Linked DNA regions of Sus scrofa: region 1 is linked to region 2. Evidence: chromatin contacts called from public HiChIP or PLAC-seq data. All regions are on one chromosome and are shown on one strand. Each heading gives the region's core, a stretch centred on a gene start, on an enhancer-like site or on the middle of the called end of the contact. The rest is flanking DNA. Distances are from core to core; before and after follow the strand shown. Region 1 overlaps NWD2 (NACHT and WD repeat domain-containing protein 2). Region 2 overlaps DTHD1 (death domain-containing protein 1).

Region 1 (4,086 bases), core at 700-3,199, 880 kb before region 2:
GGGACCAGGGGAATTGGACCAATTCAACCTGAGAAAGTTTTGACAGAAGAGATGGATGTTGGCTAAGAAGAAAACCGTAGAAAGAATAGCAACTGATCCAGTCTCTGTTGCATCAGGAGCTGTGAAGAGAGCCAGCAGGAGGAAGGTTAGGAGCCAGAAACCCCAAATTCCAGCCAGCAGAGTGCTACTGCTGTGCAGAATTCAGCTTTCTAAGCATTTCGGAAAAAAACCTAAAATAGTGGGCCTTACTGAAAGTCACTAGGATCCATTAAGGGTCTGTGGCGGTATTTGTACCTGTTTCATATATATATGCAGGCTATGCCTGTGGAAATTCCTGGGCCAGAGATCGAACCCATGCCGCAGTAGTGACAATGCCAGATCCTTAAACACTAGGCTGCTAGGGAACTCCCATTTCCCATCTTTAAAAATATGCCTGGACTATTTTCTGTGGAAATTTTCAAGTTTATTGGATAATTTTGAATTTTCTCCACTCTTCAGGATGATCAGGCATTTCTTAATGACAACACAGAGCCCAGGACAATAATAAAGGACCTTAATTAAAAAATCAAAACTACTGAAGTTGTCGTAGAACCTCTTCTAAAAATTAGCTTTGAGGGCCAATCACTTCTCTTGTAAATTAGGTAGCGTAGATGGTTCTGACAGAGAAATGATAAAATGCCCAAGAGACTGGGGATTATTCATAGCATGACAGACAGTTTTCTCTGAATCCTCTTTTATTTGATTATCATCAAGGTCAGGGTTTTTTTTGCAGATGTTGCTGGCTAGCGTAAAGTGGAGCCTTTGTTTTCTAAGAAAAAGGCCCAACATTCCTGGCTTGGCCTCACTGACTGCTGCTTCCCACTTGCTGAGGCTCAGTGGGTCGGAGCCAGAGCATTCCGACAGGAGAACCAAAAGACAGCGGCTCCGGGTCTGCCGGCCACTGGACGGTGGCTGGGGATGATTTTATGTGAGGTTGAGATTGGGGTCAGGAGCATTCCGCAGTGGCCACAGCGTTCACAGACATCCCAGTGTGAATGAGAAAGTCCCTCTGTGCTTGGAAATTCTCTGAGATGGAGACTAGTTCCTAAAGTTTTTAAGGAGACTCAAAGAAGGGTCAGATAATTTGCAAATTCTCTGAGAGGGAGACTAGCTCTGCAGTTTTAGGAGACTCTAAGAAGGTCAGACAACCCGCACCAATGGAGGTGATGGTGAGGTCAATAAATGGCCAACTGCAGGGTCCGACTTCGCTCCCAGAGGCGATTACTGAGTACTCCTCCTCCGAGGGCAGAGCCCCACAGGAGCAATGAGCCGGAGCTGAGCTGAATGGAGATTACCCCTCCCACCCCCTTCAGGGAGGTCCAGGGCTGGTGCCTCCCTGCCCACTTCTCACCGAGAATCCTGGATCAACTAACTGTGTAATCCCAGACTTTCTTACATTATCTCCATCAATGGTTCTCAATGTGGAGGGGAGGAAGGGGGTGGATTCTACTCCCAGGAGACAATTTCGGTTGTCATAACCTGGAGGTGGTGGTGGAAGGCTTGCTGCTGGTACTTGATGGGTAGAGAGAGGGACTGCTGCCAAGCATCCTGCAACAGATGCTCCGCCTAAAATGTCCATAGAGCTGAGGTTCACAAATTCTGATCCCTATGTCTGGTTACAGTTGTTTAATGATCATGTTTTATTATCTGTGCTTTAGTCTTTAGTTTTAATGGAAGCTAATTAGACTCAAGCTAATTAGACTCACAAGCATGTGAAAAACAGGACTCTGGGCTCCCAATGGAGTCACGTACGCTAAGCCCCACCAAATTGAGACAACTGAATTACAGGGTCTCTCAGAAACAGGGGCTTAAACCAGTCAATGGGGAATTGCCTGATCGGTACCAGTTAGGTGACTTGCGAAAATGACCTTGCAATAACCTAGTATTTTTGCTTCGTATAACTTCCTTGTTCCTCTTCCTTTCTGTCTATGAAAGTCTTTCATTTTGTCCAGCTTCTCCTTTCTATTGGTCAGATCAGATGCTCCCCAATTTGAACTGATTTTTGCCTAAATTCTTAAAAACTTTAATATGCCTCTGTTTATCTTTTGACAGGCATATGGGCTTAAGAGGTGGTTTTTACTGCTCTGTATTCACATTTTAGTTCATCAAATGAAGATGTTTAAGCTGATGAAGATAGGTACAGAATATAATGATTCTTAAACCTCTCAAATTTGGTGAGGTGAGGCCATGTGTGACAACCCAGGACCACATTTGAACAGGAGGGAGAACTTCTGGGGCGGGGGGTGGGGGAGGCGCGGGGTGGGCAGTGCCACTGTGTTGTGTCTCTATGCTTTAGCTTCTTCCTCTGGATGATGAGGAAGATGTGCTCTCTGAGTTCGTTTGGGGCACTGATATTCTATGAATAAAAAACTCCTTAAGGGAGTTCCTGTTGTGGCTCAGCAGGTTAAGAACCCAACTAGTATCCATGAGGATGCAGCTTTGATCCTTGGCCTCACTCAGTGGATCAAGGATCTGGCATTGCTGTGAGCTGTGGTATAGGTCTTAGAAGTGGCTTGGATCCCATGTGGCTGTGGCTGTGGTGTAGGCAGGCAGCTACAGCTCTGATTCAACCCTAGCTTGGGAACTTCCATATGCTGTAGGCGCAGCCCTAAAAAAAACCCCCGCAAAACAAACTCCTCATACGGAAAACTCATATACCTAGTTCCCCTCTTGCTAGGTCTTCACCAGATATTTCTCTTTCCTCCTCTCCCACCTATCAAAACACTTTTGCTATTACAAAAGTATTTTTTACTTTAACTTAAAATGATTATTCACTTTTTAAAACATTTTTTTTCTTTTTATAGTCATACCTATGGCATATGTAAATTCCCAGGCTAGGGGTCGAATCAGAGCCACAGCTGCTGGCCTACGCCACAGCCACAGCAACGCCAGATGTGAGCCGCATCTGCAACCTACACCGCAGCTCACGGAAATGCTGGATCCTTAACCCACTGAGCAGGGCCAGGGATTGAACCCATGTCCTCATGGATACTGGTTGGATTTATTACTGCTGAGCCACAATGGGAACTCCTGTTTATTAACTCAATCATCTTAAAGCCTCCCTTGACCCCAGCACACTCATTGCTCCATCTAGTGCTTACATATTACCTGATTAGCTGGCTCTGGGCACTTTGACATATAATGAATGTGTTCATGGTATATTCTAATGCTGTTTCTTCTGTCCCTTTAATCCTAAAATCCATGCATGTATCTTCTGTCTGTAGGCCACAGAGTTCTGGAATACGAGCACCTCTGCTCACTATCCTTCATAGAGTGTGGAGGTTTTGATGGACAGTCACAAGTGCTTTCCTATCTACTAGTAGGAGATGAGGCATCACCAACACACAGTCTCTGAGAAAATAATAGCGGAAGGTGAAACCATCTTACATTCATGCCTGTCAGTGGCAAATTCTCTCAATGTTGTGAAAACCAAAAAAAAAAAAAAGTGACGGAGGTTATACTGGCACATCAAATTGAATTTGAATTAACTCTGTGAATGAAAATTTAATAGCTAAACTCACATATGCATTGAAATATAAATATCAAGTTATAAATTGGAAAACAGATTAGATAGTCATCATATATTCTCCATTCTATCTCCCCCTCCCTTCTAAGAGCATTCCAAAAAAAAAAAAAAAAAATTTCCTGAACTCTGATAGGTTCCAAAATATCTATAAAGTTCCTTCAGGAAACTTTTCTACTGGTTACCAGTATGACTTTTGGCAAATCACTTTAACACAGTTCTCTCATGTACAAAACTGATTTTTGATGGACCTCAGGTGGTAAATCTCAATCTTGGCTGCAGAGAGAATCACTGATCAGAGTTAAAACAAAACAAAACAACTCTGATGCCCGGGTGACATCTCAGACCAGATAAATAAAAATATCTGGAATTGGGACAAAGCAACAGTATTTTTTAGTTCTAATAATTCCAGTATTCAGCCCAAGTTAAGCCCAGTGTTCACCCCTAACTTAAAACGAATCAAATTGCCTAAACCAGTGACTTTCTGAATGTTTTAAAAATAGCCACTGTCAGAAAGAGCAGTT
Region 2 (4,104 bases), core at 538-3,037:
AGCAACCTATCTATTAAAATATAAACAGGGCAAGCTCTGTTACAACTGATAATAAGTTTGGCTGAACTCTGGACGGTCACACCTGCAGAACGTATATCACTGAACCGTGAAAGAGGAAGCCAACCCACAAATGGTTTTGTCTGATTACCGCCTCTTCACTTGTCTCAATAACACATCTATCACATAGATTCACTTCAGACATTACTTGGACACTGCTAGTAACACGTTGACAGAAGCCATCCTCAAGCCAGCTACAGCCCTTCTTCTAGGGCAGAAGGAGCCACAGGGCTTTCCTCTGCCCCATCAGACCACCGTGGTGGTTCAGTGAACACTTTATTTTCCCACTTGAATTTGAGCTCTCCTGAAAGGTCACTCCTGCCTATCTTGCGGAGATGGCGAGCTAGAAGGCGAAGTTTGTCGGTGGAATTTGGGAGTGATCTTTTCCAGAAGCAGAGAAGTTCGTAGGTCTGTTCTGCAAGGTCATTGGGGGCCTTCAGTTTGATGAGCTGAACGGTGCTGCGGCGCAGCGGGAGGGATGCAGAGAGACACAGCGCGTTTTCTTCTGAGAGCTCCTCCGACAGCCAGTAGAGCAAGCTGTTCCACAGGGCTTCTGCCGGCACACGGGGAACACTCATTGTCAGGACCCTTTCGCGGGGGCGGGAGTGGGGGCAGGGGTCGGGGGGAAGGGGTGTGTGCTCATCTAGCCCTCCACCTGGTCATGGGAAATCTACTCAATCTCTGGTATGTCCTCTGAGCAGCAGAATAATTGGGGACCACCCAGATGGACAGTTGAGAGACTCTGAGTCCCTGGGCTTTCCGGGGTCTTCTGAGGGACCCACCCATTGCAGAAGGTTAGAAGTGCTTCTCAAATTTTAACTTTCCTGAGATCCGGGCAGGCTTGTTAAAAATGGGCTTTAGACCTCCGCCCCAGAGAGTCTACTTAAGTAAGACTAGAATGGGGCCCAAAAATTGGCATTTTTAACAAGCTCCCAGATGATGCTGATACTGAGGCCTGACTTTGAGTAGCACTATGTTAAAAGAGTTTTTTTTTTTTAGGCTCAAAAAATACTTCTCTTAATTCGTACTAACATAATGTATAAATTATACTAGCAGCTGCTCCATCTTCACACCCCAACCTCCCCAACTACATATGCACACAAACGCACCAAGATCCACTTCCCAAAGAGCAGTTCTCTGGAAGGTCCTTTACAGAGAACCTGTATTGCCTGGTTCTGGACTATTGAGAAACTCTACCATCTCTGAATATACCCTGTATGTTCAGCATACCCCTTCCCTTACTCCATGACTCCTGTCTACCACCAAACTCATGATTCCAATCTTCTGCTGTTTGCTTGTCATTTTATTTCATTCTCTAGCTCAGATCCATCACTCTCAAGAGGTCCCCCAAGTCCTACTATCTCCCTCCTTCCATATGTCAACACTAAGCTGCTTCAGAGTCACTTTCTCTCTCTGTCATGCAAACCCCTGCAGCAGTTTCCCTGGTTTGGTATGAGGAAAGAATTCTATGTCCACCTTCTTTTACCCATTCTTTCCAACTATCTCCTCACATAAACTGCACCTGCATTTACATCATGCCACTTTTCTATGAAAGCTACCCAGGAAATGGAGTCATCTTTCCTGTTTTCACTTTCAAACCAACATTCTGCTTCCATCTTGCCATATATTCATTTTAATGTCCCTGCTGCCCGCATAAGCCTTCCTCTCCCCTTCCACATCATTTCTCTCTTGCCGTTGCCAGGCAGAAGCATCAGCAACCCTGCTGACAATCAGTCACACCGCTGACCACATGCTTTCCTAATCCTGTCCACATCAATGACCTGTGTGGTAACCCCATATGAGAAACCAACTTTCATGACCAATCCTTATGTTTCATGATCAGCTACCGCTATTCTATCTCCATGGCTTCAACTTATCAATATTACTGCTAACCAGTACCTCCTAAAATTCCACAGCTTCTATTCCTTTGCTCCTGCTTCATATGCTTCTTGCCTCATCACCAGTACTGCAAGTCCTTCTTTAAGGCTCCCAGTCATTCCATCATCTGTCTCTGTACCCATACTTCCCCTAAAGATCAGCTTTGTGATTCAATAATGGTCTTGCATCCACCTTAAAGCCTGCTGTCCTCTTTAGCTTTCAGTGTTCTCAATTCGTCAGTCACCAATCCTGCCTTACTCACACTGCAGTCAGCCACTGGGATGCCCAGGGTTATGAAACTATACTGAGTGTGGTCAACAAACTCTATGCTTTGTACACAATTTAAGCCTTTAGTAGCTTACAAATCCATTAAAACATCCGATTCCTGAATTTGGTTTCAAATTTTCCACAGCAATGACACAAAACTTTTCTGCCATCCTTAAACCCCAGTCTCACTCTTATTCTCACCCAACCAATGCCTGTTTCTCCTAACATTACCTAAAGCCACTTGACCTGAATTCTTCTAACCTTGTTTTCACTTCAAAATCACTGTCTTTACAAAATCACACTCCTCCACATTTGCCAGGTGCCATCTCCCACATGTTTTTTCATCAAAAAATTTCCCTTCACACCTGTTCCTTAACCACCTCCTCCATCAGGTTCTTTCCATGGTTCCCACAAGCCCTCTTAGGCCTCCCATTTCTGATGCTGTTTCAAGCTCTCAGGCTCTCTCTTCCCTTCTTTCTACCAAAAAGTCTTTTCACGCCTAATGTAAACTTGTTGCCTTAAGTCCATCACCATCACCTCACTCCTTAAGCCCTTACCTTATGAGTTATATATCCTCTTTTAAAGCTCTATTAAAGCCTTACTTTCTGATCTTTCTAGAGTTCTCCTAAATACTGCTTTCAACAACTCATTCTCATTCTGCATCTTCTCTGACTTCCATGGAGCATTTAATCCTTCCCTGGGGTTCCACGGCCTGCCCTGGTGTTCCGTCTCCCTATCTTTACCCTTTGCTGACTCTCTTCCTCCTGATAGTGCTGAGTGACTGCTTCTCCTCTCAGGCCCCTTCTACTTCTGTCCCTTCCCCCTTAGCAATTGCCTTAGCCATCTCCTGTATATGGAATATCCCAGATCTACCATATCTTCATCTTTGGTTCTGTTTCCCTGCATCCTAGTACAGGCATAACCAATTTTCTCATGCTTTGCTTTACTGTCTTTCAGATACTTCATTTTTTACAAATTGAATTCAAGCTTTTGGCAACCCTGTGTATAGCAAGTCTACAGGCGCCATTTTTCCAACAGCATTTGCTTACTTTGTGTTTCTATGTCACATTTGGGTAATTCTCCTGGTATTCAAACTCTTCCATTAATTTCTGTTAGAGTAATCCGTGATCAGTGATTGTTGATGTTACTATTGTAAAAAGATTAGGACTTGCTGAAGGTTCAGATGATGATTAGCATTTTTTAGCAACAAAGGATTTTTTAATTAAGGCATGAACATTGTTATTTTAGATTTAAGACTGTTGTGCACTTAACAGACTACAGTATAGTGTAAACCTAACTTTTATGTGAGCTTGAAAACCCAAAAATTCATATGATCTACTTTGAATGATACTCACTTTATTGTGGTGAGTTGGAACCAGACTTTCAATATCTTCGAGTTATGCCTATGTAACATTTGCAATATTTATCTCCTAATTATATTTACCAGTTTATACCACAACCAGTTCAAATCCCATATTTCTAAAATCAAAATCAACTTTTGGGGAGTTCCCGTCGTGGCGCAGTGGTTAACGAATCCGACTAGGAACCATGAGGTTGAGGGTTCGGTCCCTGCCCTTGCTCAGTGGGTTAACGATCCGGCGTTGCTGTGAGCTGTGGTGTAGGTTGCAGACGCAGCTCGGATCCTGTGTTGCTGTGTCTCTGGCGTAGGCTGGTGGCTACAGCTCCGATTAGACCCCTAGCCTGGGAACCTCCATATGCCGCGGGAGCGGCCCAAGAAATGCCAAAAAAAAAAAAAAAAAAAAAAAAAAATCAACTTTGGTCTTTTCCTTTCTCCCCCACTTTCTTAGTGAATGTGACCTCTCAGCTGAGAATGCCAACGCAGGTAATATTATTCCAATTTCTCAAAGCATATGTATTTTTTCATTTTGGCTGTCCCACAGT

Evidence for each region. HiChIP or PLAC-seq counts read pairs in DNA pulled down with a chosen protein or histone mark.
Region 1: a contact with region 2 is called in an H3K27ac HiChIP or PLAC-seq map of alveolar macrophages. The contact joins two enhancer-like sites. A contact is called at or near these places in 6 of 47 Hi-C or Micro-C datasets (brain, embryonic fibroblasts, fetal skeletal muscle and 3 more) and 1 of 2 datasets of contacts at active chromatin or transcription factors (alveolar macrophages).

Annotation. Positions count from the first base shown.
Region 1 is chr8:28,950,619-28,954,704 of Sscrofa11.1, reverse strand. The region is part of intron 3 of NWD2 (NACHT and WD repeat domain-containing protein 2); the gene reads right to left. Among named protein-coding and RNA genes, the nearest start is that of C8H4orf19, 60 kb to the left of the region's middle. Within about 2 kb of position 1,949, at least 2 of the 83 cell types and tissues checked have an H3K27ac peak or open chromatin away from gene starts, as enhancers often do. A contact at or near this core is called in alveolar macrophages, where this site is marked.
Region 2 is chr8:28,068,349-28,072,452 of Sscrofa11.1, reverse strand. DTHD1 (death domain-containing protein 1) reads right to left here. Exons shown (of 10, transcript XM_003128908.5): 10 at 1-610. The coding sequence ends at 252. Among named protein-coding and RNA genes, the nearest start is that of DTHD1, 73 kb to the right of the region's middle. Within about 2 kb of position 1,787, at least 2 of the 83 cell types and tissues checked have an H3K27ac peak or open chromatin away from gene starts, as enhancers often do. A contact at or near this core is called in alveolar macrophages, where this site is marked.